Linked DNA regions of Xenopus tropicalis: region 1 is linked to region 2. The links are chromatin contacts, called in public Hi-C maps. All regions are on one chromosome and are shown on one strand. The core of a region is the stretch at or near the end of the contact, and the rest is flanking DNA. Distances in the headings are between cores, read along the strand shown. Region 1 overlaps dync1li2 (cytoplasmic dynein 1 light intermediate chain 2). Region 2 overlaps cmtm3 (CKLF-like MARVEL transmembrane domain containing 3).

The links. Hi-C and Micro-C count contacts between places; a contact is called where the count stands out from the background.
Region 1: a contact with region 2 is called in a Hi-C map of brain, with 3 times the contacts expected there. The contact joins two enhancer-like sites. A contact is called at or near these places in 2 of 5 Hi-C or Micro-C datasets (brain and gastrula embryo).

The regions. Positions count from the first base shown.
Region 1 is chr4:58,026,364-58,031,200 of UCB_Xtro_10.0, forward strand. It overlaps dync1li2 (cytoplasmic dynein 1 light intermediate chain 2), which reads right to left. Exons shown (of 13, transcript XM_004913576.4): 4 at 3,308-3,538; 5 at 509-678. Among named protein-coding and RNA genes, the nearest start is that of dync1li2, 14 kb to the right of the region's middle. Within about 2 kb of position 3,353, at least 4 of the 11 cell types and tissues checked have an H3K27ac peak or open chromatin away from gene starts, as enhancers often do.
Region 2 is chr4:57,922,622-57,927,709 of UCB_Xtro_10.0, forward strand. cmtm3 (CKLF-like MARVEL transmembrane domain containing 3) reads left to right here. Exons shown (of 5, transcript NM_001112977.1): 5 at 2,403-2,893. The coding sequence ends at 2,431. Among named protein-coding and RNA genes, the nearest start is that of cmtm4, 7.5 kb to the right of the region's middle. Within about 2 kb of position 2,705, at least 1 of the 11 cell types and tissues checked has an H3K27ac peak or open chromatin away from gene starts, as enhancers often do.

The DNA.
Region 1 (4,837 bases), core at 2,103-4,602, 100 kb after region 2:
ACAATTAGGATTTGGTGGAATGCAGGACTGCTGATCTAAAATAAATTTCTAAATATTAGAAATCTACTGAACAAGGTGGTTTTATTCATTTTTTTGGGAGTGCACAAATTTTTTTTAGTTGGTATGAAACTGCATTTGTGGCTTTGAAAGAGGTTTATGTTATGCATAATATATTCCTCCATTCATGACTGAGAGTAAGGACCCACGGAGAGCTTTAATCGCACACAAAAAATCACTGCTATCGCACACAACTAACCACTACGGAATGGCTTCCTATCGTATTGCTTCACCGTGACTGGGTCAGATTTAGAGCATCAACCTCACCAGCACTAAAGAGCACTATATCATCATTTTTTATTTTGCTAATAGATTTGTCTAAAATTTGCCGCAGTTTAAAGAGGCAGCATAGCCCTTCTTAAACATAAGCTTCATTAATGGATCATGGCATGACAGGCTGCCCTCTACCTTTGGTCTGACTCTTTTTTCTATTCAGTACAGAAGATCATACCTTAGTGCAAACAACCAACACAGGAATTCCAAGGTTGTGTGTTAGAATATTATCCCCAAGAGGCAAGACAATATTTTCATCCTCTATCCCAGATGATGTAGGAGCTCTTCTCTGCGGCGATCCTGAGAGTGCTTCTTCAGGTTCAATATACTCTTGAAAGTCCTTAATAACTGAAAGAGAGATTACTCTAATTGTTAGTGTTTTCAAATTGTCAACTAATTAATGAGTAGCAATGATCTATAGACTATATCCTATTTAGTGGTGGGCTGCTGTTTGATCCATTCCATTCATTGCATGGCATAGGTCAAAAAGATGGACTGGCACTTGGTCTTTTTAATGCAGAAGCTAAAGATTTATCAAGGGGGGAAGGGGTCTACACTGTGCATTTGCAAACACGAGTGACAAGGCTTGCAGGAGTGGGAAAAGGGCTGAAAGTCTGTTGCAGAATTTAAAATCATTAAGGTGGGTCACCAAGCTGTAATTTATGTGATCATTCATCCAAGTACCATGTACAATTGCTCTTAAAAAAGTGACACCTTTACTTTCCTTGAAGAATCTTTTCAATTTCTGAGGTGAGCTTACATAGAAAATAAGAATACAAATATTTTTGCAACATGCAATAAAGACTTAATAAACAGACAACAAGGTTAGGCTACATCAGCAATCCAGTGTGCCTGCAGGTGTGGGCTCCTAAATTAGATGTCAGGAAAAACACATTTGTACTCTAATATATAATATCTTGCGTCATGTCATCATAAATGATTGGGTTGTTCCTTCACAAAGCCTGTCAGTTAGGGCTCTGGCACACAGGGAGATTAGTTGCCCGCGACAAATCTCCCTTGTCGCAGGCAACTAACCTCCCCGAAATGCCTTCCCACAGGCGAAAATGTAAATCGCCGGTGGGATGGCATACGCGGCGGAAAGTTTACTCTCAAGGCAACGCATGCAATCCCACCGGCGATTTACATTTTCGCCGGTGGAATGGCATTTTGGGGAGATTAGTCGCCCGCGACAAATCTCCCCGTGTGCCAGAGCCCTTAGAATTAGGTAATGAAAAGTACACACTACCATATTAATCATTGTAATGAAGAATAACACAACTATATTAAGCTATTTAAAAGTACCAAATCTGACCCAATTGCTTCCAGTTGGACAGCCCTGTCCTAAAGCAACAGTAAAGCTATGTTACTACCAATGTTGCAAACTATTTACAAATGAAATGCTCACATATTACAGGAATCAGGAAGTAAATACACTCTGCAAATAAGTTATTGTTTTCACGAGAGAAACATGAGAATTTCTTATTGTAGTCATTGGGGACTCTGCAGTACTGAACATACCACACAAACCTTTGCTTGCACAGACTAGGTACACCAACAAAATGTGTAATAATGTTTACTTAGCTGATTGAGCAGTTCATGTTTAAACATTTTTAAAAGTTTATAAGTTCTGCCAAGATGATATTTGCACCCTCTGTTAGATGTATTGTGAAGTTTATGTGGTTTGGCTGACTTTCTGTTTTAGTTTATGAAAGCATAGCCATTATTTACCAACATGGGTGCAACTCATGCTCAATGCAATCGATACTATACCAGCCAATCACGTTTGCTTTAATTAATCTAGTGAGCTCCTTAACTTATGACAGTGTTTTAATACAGCAATAGTATGTACCTGTAAGCTTTTTATGTCACTTTCTGATGTAGTTGCTGAAAATATCTACGTAATGGTTAGCCTGGATTTCATTAATTTTCTAGATCATACTTACATGCACACCAAATCTCAGCCCATTTGGCTTTTGTGTGGGACCACACAATTGCTTTAGGCACCCATGTGGGGGCTGCCTAGTGAGTGTTCCTCTGCACATCACAGTTAAAAGTTTTTAAATTAGACACAACTAAACCAAGTTTTCACCTAAGGTAATATTATACTAGCTCTTGGTCAACAACAAAGCAGGGCAGATTACATATAAATGACTATTAGTGGCACGTTATAAAAGATGGTGCTGTAAAGCAGACACAATTAGGTAGGAAAAGGGCAGTATTTTTTATTATTAATATTAACAGCAAACTATTACTTAACCACCATTCCTAACTGCTTATTATATGTATTACTTAAGGTTAAGGGCACTCTTTCAAGCATGTGTGCAAAATGAGTGAAAAGCCAAACTTTAAACTTAGTAAAAAAAAAAGCCAAGAGTTTTTTTCACACTAAAAAGTGCATGGGTCGGCTAGGGGCCATTGCAAAACATAGAAGCGGAAGAAGAGGATCACTAAGTGGTGCTCGCTGAAAAGTACAGACTCTACGTAATCTATTAATGGAAGTTAATGGAAAAAATAAAAGGGCATGTAAGTTACAGCATGACAAAAATGTGATGGATGACTGCCATATTTTTACAAAACATTTTCAAGAGGCTGCTTTCATCTAAAGTAGATTTTTACACAGAGGTACACCATTGATAAAAATCAATAAACAACTTAATAAGTACACAGTTTTTTTTACAATGGGGTGTGTATTTGGTAGCTGTTTGCGTTTCCCTAACAGAATTGTAAATGTCTTTAATTTAATGAGAACATCATAAAAACAGAGGTACAATTTTTTTTGACAAAATGCTTTTTGCCATTAAATTATCCAAGAGACTAAAATAAGAGAAGCAAATATGGTTCTCTATGACTGGGCTGATGCAAAACATTTTTACATAATCATTGTTTTATGTCCCTTTGCTAGTATGAAAGAAAGCAAACAAAGGTAAAGCTCTCCTAAGGCTCTTGCATTGATGTAGAAAGCTCACACCCAACTTACTCTTTTGTTCTAACTCTCGCATTTCCTCTGGAGGAATTTTCAGTTTATCTATGTGCTCTCGCAGAACACTTGCCCACTTTAACAATGATTCCATAATAGTCCAGGGTCTGGACATGTCCCCAACAAACACTGCCACGGTCTCACTGATAGATTCTGCAGGCAGCGCAAATTTTAGAAGGCCTTTGTGGTACAAGTCTCCATCCAAAATCCACACATTGCAACGTGTGAGATCTGCAAAAGAAAAGGAAAAACTTATTTTGAAATCCACTGTTTACATCACTGCAGTATTTTGAGTCTTTTTTAGGATTATTTATGGCAATTAAAATGAGCAAAAAGAAAAAACAGCAGTCATTTTTTAAAAATACTCAAAATTAACACAAATATCCTGACAAATTAAAGTACAATTAATAATATATTGTTATTCCAGATTGATGACAGTTTGGCTTTCATCCATGACACTTTGCTGACAATCCACAGACTCATACAGTTGCTCAAACAGCTTTGGTTAAGGTACTGTCTTGCCAGATGAAAATGACTGAACCCATTCAAAGATCATGGCTGAAGAATCTATTTGCCAAAACAAAAGATCAGTACAGGCAAATATAGGCCCTGCAATCACACAAAACCCCAAAACAGTCAATTATAGGTGAAGTATAGCCTGTAAGCCTCCTCTGCCAGTTTACTTTACATTTTAGTGTTAGGCAAGAGTGCTGACTGTTGTGAATTAGAAACAGGTTGTTAAAAGTGGATTGATAACCACTGGAAAAAAAAACTAAACTATAAAGTGAATCTATTTTAAGAGAGCCAAATATCTATTATATACGCACACACATTTATAGAAACCTACAGCAATGTGACTCGTGCACAAGCATGGTCTGGATCAGACAGTAAAAGCAGCCATTGTTTTTGGACAATATGAGCCATAATTTGTCACACAGCTGCTGCTTGGCATCAGTGCAATGCTGTAAATAGCTGGCACTCTCCTAATGTGAGACGTCAAGGCACATATTTCAGGCTACAAATAGCCTGTCTCTTCATAACATGCCCGAGTCCTGGTTGTTTATGCAAATATCTGTCAACAAAGGAATACACTTTTGGATTAGCTGCGATCTATAGTATATAGCTTCCATAACGCCACAGGGGTCTAATCAAACATAGAACAACAGTGTTTCTCCAATTTATTTTCAACGTTTCAGCCAGGGGAAATCATAGAGGGGTCCGAAATTCACATTGTAGGTGCATTCCCACTGTGAGAGACAGCATTTAAAAAAAAACATTCAGGAAACCACATTGTATGATTTTTAAAGAATGTATTTGTATTGCCCTGCTGCAAATAAGTATTTGAACACCTGAGAAAATCAGTGTTAATATTTTGTACAGAAGCCTTTGTTTGCAATTACAGAGGTCAAACGTTTCCTGTAGTTCTTGACCAGGTTTGCACACACTGCAACAGAGATTTTGGCCCACTCCTCCACACAGATCTCCTCTAGATCTGTCAGGTTTCGGGGCTGTCACTGAGCAACAGCTCAG
Region 2 (5,088 bases), core at 1,455-3,954:
AGAGTAAGATTGCACTGTTCTTGAGCATTTCTCTATTTGGCCTTTTGCTTTGTATATGAAAATTGTATTCAGCTAGATTTGAATGCAGTTTTTATGTAATCGGGTTAAAACTTCTTGTGACTGGTGGCATCCAATTTCTGTGTGACCCTATAAAGGTAAATAGTAGTGTTATTCTCGGTCCCCCTGGAATATATTTGTGGCACTTTTGTTACATGCTGCAACTTCTTCCAGAAAACAAAGTCGGATCTTAGAGACTGCCATAGAAATTGGTTTCGCAGTAATAGTGCAACTTGTACTGACTGGGTAAAGACTGTTTACTGGCAGCTATGCATATTAGATTGTGTCAGTGTGTTGAAATGATGCACAATTAGCAATGTACTGCAGCTTTACATAAAAACAATACTGCAGCCCCAGTACCATACTGGCCTTGTGAGGCTGTAGATTAGCTTTTAAAAGGGTTTGTTAGTTTGTTAGCTGGATTTATTTTTTTATCTATTTGTCATGTAATATGCAGATAGCTAGGATGAAATAGTATATTGGATAAGCAGAATATTCTTTCACTACATCTTTATTTGGCAGCTGCCCTAATTTGTTTTTGCTATGCTTTCTTATTATCAGGAATCAATAAAAACTGTCAGCTGCATTATTTATAGTTGCTAAAAGGCAAACACAATACAAAAGCCACTTGGAATGTAGCGTGGATGAGTAGGGCATACCATAATCCATAACAGAGCAAGTTTCATGTAATCTGCTGCCCAATTATTTAGAATTATTTTTTGATGTTGACAGGTGTGCCGGTTGGTTACTGCGGACTGGGAATTCCCGCTAGACAACAACAGTACTCAACTTAGGCTTATTTACTAACACTGGCAAAATCTGATGGAAACCATGCCAAACAATCTGCACTTAGCTCCAGACAGTCTAATGGAGTTAGAATAATAAAAATACATATTTAATATATGGGGGGATATTGCCAGATGTTAGTAAATGAGACAAGTCTGTTTTTTACCACAAGGGATTACTCCGGTACATGCAAGATGCAATATGCTTATGAATTATTTCACTAATACAAATAACTGTAGCTACACCCTATTTAGAAACACTATTTCTGTTCTATACTGATTAAGGAAAGTGTAGAAAAGGAAGTAATACCCATGAGTGTTTATTTCCTGTCAGTGCAAATGTTCACTTGCTAACTGGAGAGCTTCTCACTTAGGGGCTGATTTACTAATCCACGAATCCGAATCCCGAATGGGAAAAAATCGGATTGGAAACGAACATTTCGCAACTTTTTCGTAGCCATTACGACTTGCTCGTAAATTGTCGCGACTTTTCCGTAGCCATTACGACTTGCTCGTAAATTGCTGAGACTTTTTCGTAGCCATTTCGTAGCAGGCAAACCTTTCAGACTTTGCATGATTTTGGAAGCCTCCCATAGGACTCAATGGCACTCTGCAGCTCCAACCTGGCCCAAGGAAAGTCACGATACTGAAGCTTGAATGAATCCGAAACTTTCGTACTCAGCGCGACGGCTACGAAAAAGTCATGACAATTTACGAGCAAGTCATAATGGCTATGAAAAAGTCGCGACAATTTACGAGCAAGTCGTAATGGCCACGAAAAAGTCGCGACAATTTACGAGCAAGTCGTAATGGCTACAAAAAAGTCGCGACAATTTACGAAAAATCGCGAAATACCGATCATTACGAAAAAAACGCATTCGGACGCTTTTCGGACGTTCGTGGATTAGTAAATGTGCCCCTTAGTGTAGTATAGGAATGTATGATATCTGTGGGATTAACCTAAAATTTGTTACAGGTGTAAACAATGGGTTATAGAATATAGTGCTTAAATGGAGCTCATTTACTAATGTCACGGAAACCACATTTGCACTGCTCATTTACAGTACTTTTGTATCACTGGTGTCAGCTGTACACAAGAACATGTGCTGAAGCTAAGTGGTTAAAAACCCAATCAATAATACGTTGATAATTGCTGCCAACATGGTCATCCATTACAGAGATGGTAGTCTGTTAGCCCATGAGTGGAGCTAAAACTATGGCCGCACCATTCAATATTGCATTGTACATCTGTATAATTTCTATAATTTGTTGGCACTGTATGAAAAAAGGATAAAAAAAAAAAATACAATTAATTACATAAATGCTTCATTTTAAAAACACAATAAACCATTTTTTCTGCGAGGGTGAACTGCCTCTTTAAAAACATAGACTGATTACAGTATTTTCTGTATATCTTAACATCAACACAGATTTATTTTTTATACCAATGCATTAAGAACTGTACTTTTCTCACTATGAAATGTTTGTGACCCTATCAGTTTACTTGCACTGTGGTATTTGTCTTGCTCAGCATCTCACATTCTCCTTGCTTATTCCTAGATGAAGACTCAGATTCTGATTTTGACTGACCGAGGGCAGTTACACAGCAGAACAGATAAACCGGAGGATCTGCAGAGCAGTTTCTTTGGAAAGGAATAGGATTATTCCAAGACCTAAAACATTTCTGCTTTCTGGAATGTGAATGATCAAGGTGGTTGCTTTGTGAGCGAACATTAACTCATATTCATCTACAAAGAAATGCACTGCTTTATGATAACAACCACTTTAAGGAGACTGGAGGTGCACAGACTGCAGCACGCAGTGGAAAATACTTTTTTTATTAATTGCCAGAAATGCCCAGAGTGTGGGTAAAACCCTATCAATGCATGGTGCTAATGGCATACTACTTTTTAAATGATTCGGTACTATCTTGGTGGTACGAGCTGAGCGTGAACCTGATACTCCTTGACCCCTAAGTATGGGAAGCCTGTATTTCAGTTTTGCCTTTAAACTTTTTACAGTGACATAAAATAAAGCCTCAGTTCATACAACATGGATTTTGTCAGGTCACTATCCTGTTCTGAAATGCCCATGGAACATAAGCATTAACATCCATGAAACATAGGCAGATCTGCTTTAGACAAATGATAAAAAGCATTTTCTTATAGTTAGTTAACATATTGCAGTACAAGTATGGGAGCTGTTATCTTGAACCCTCAAGACCTGAGGCTTTCCTGATAAGGAATGTTTCTGTAATATGAAGCACCATGTCTTAAGCTGGCCATACACGTGGCGATCTCACGATGTTTCGTACGACCGTCGGTCGCACGAAACATCGTCAGATCCGCCACACACCATTCAGGGCTGAATCGGCAGGTAAGGAGGTAGAAACAATAGGATTTCTACCTCCTTCTGCCGATTCAGCTTTGAAGGGAGAATTTTGGTCAGGCGCCTTCTATGGCGCCCGATCAAAATTTTCTAACCTGGCCGATCGGCGAGTCAACCGATATCAGCAGCTTCCTGCGATATCGGTCGGCTCGCTGACATGCCATACACGCACCGATTATCGTACGAAACGAGGTTTCGTACGATAATATCGGTGCGTGTATGGCCACCTTTAAGTTGGCCATACACTATATACCCACCTAAGGTGGAGTTGGGTTGCAACGACTGGAATTGGAACTGTCAAAGCGAGGACTGCATCAATGAGCCGATGATGTCCCTGATACAACAGTAAAATCAAACATGCCCAATCAACATCTGGCCAATATTCGGCCCATCGGGGGTCCCCATACACAGGTAGATAAGGTGCCAAATCAGTCTGAAGGGCTTAAATTGACAGCTTAAAACTGTCCTTTTTATGGGTACATTTAGGTCAGGAGCAGATTTCACAGCGAAACACAAAAGTGTGCATTTTTGTGCCTAATTTAATAGAAGCAGATCTGACTTTTCTGGATTATAAATCCCATACCTGTGTTTTTCTATTGTAATTTCTTTCCCTTCTGCCTTTTTATCGAGGTGATATTTTGATTCAATGGACGGGTCTGTTTCTTTGACTAATTTTCAGGAGGTCAGTCCTGTAAAAATGAAAGTGACCCTGACAAGTACAAGCATGTTTAAAAAGGAAATTCTTTTTTAATGTGGTGCTACAATGAAATTTTCATAAGAGGGATGTGTTAGTGAAAGCCCTGCATGCTACTAGCCTAAACTCTATAATAACAGTTTAATGGTTCCTAGGAGCTTGCATTATGCAGCCACTGGCAAGTTGTTAGCACTGGCTCATCTTTATATGGGTTAAAAGTGGATTTCTCCCTATCACTGCCTTTTAACTGTAATGGAGGAAGAGTGCTAAGGGAGGCAAGAAGGCTCTAAGATCTGCCCCATGTGTCATCAGCCTTTGGCAAGACTAATGAAAAATCACTGCTTCTTACTGTAATGGCTAACTAAGATTATAATTACTGCAAGCTTTTAAAATATTTCAGTTCCTTTTTCAAAGCTGATTTTGAAAGGAACTGAAATTTTCTTAAATCTTGCTGTGATTATCATCTTAGTTAGCTAATAAGGGAAAATCTGTTTTATCGCATATCGCTAATCTCCATATCTGCCATCACATGCTTTCCCACCTGCATAAATGTGAATAGCCAGTGGGAAAACATACACACCACATAGTTGCCCACTGCTGCTTCCTCCCCATCAGTCACCACCTAAACCACCCCACCTGTTCTCGCAACCACAAGGCTGCTTACTGCCATGCACCCACTCCCGCACCATCCAGCTACCCTAGTGCAGTGGAAGCATATGGGAACCATGCTGCAAATTTTTTTTCTCTGAATTGTGCCCCTCCAGTTGCATCCAAATCAGATGCATGTGCTGCCTACCCTAGTTCCAGCCCTGCAATTAACCTGCATATAGATTTTACACTCTGCACTTGTGTCCTGTTGTCTCCAACATAAAACCCTTGGCCCTTCTCTTCCTGTAGAGTGTGAACTAGGACATTGGGTCTCTTCTTTTTGTATCAGTGTGAATGTATTAGCTTATCTTTGTTGTTCTTCTGCATAGTACGTTGGCGCCATATGGTGCCACCTGAAGTTTCAAGTAATGGTTTGATCACAGTCTTCAGAAATAGCATTTTTAATTCTGCATATTTGTTCTAAATGCATCAAATGTAAAGATAGTTTTCATAAAAGGGGTTGAGGCCCCTCAATAAACTCTATTTATTTTTAATTGCAACATCACCTAGAAATAC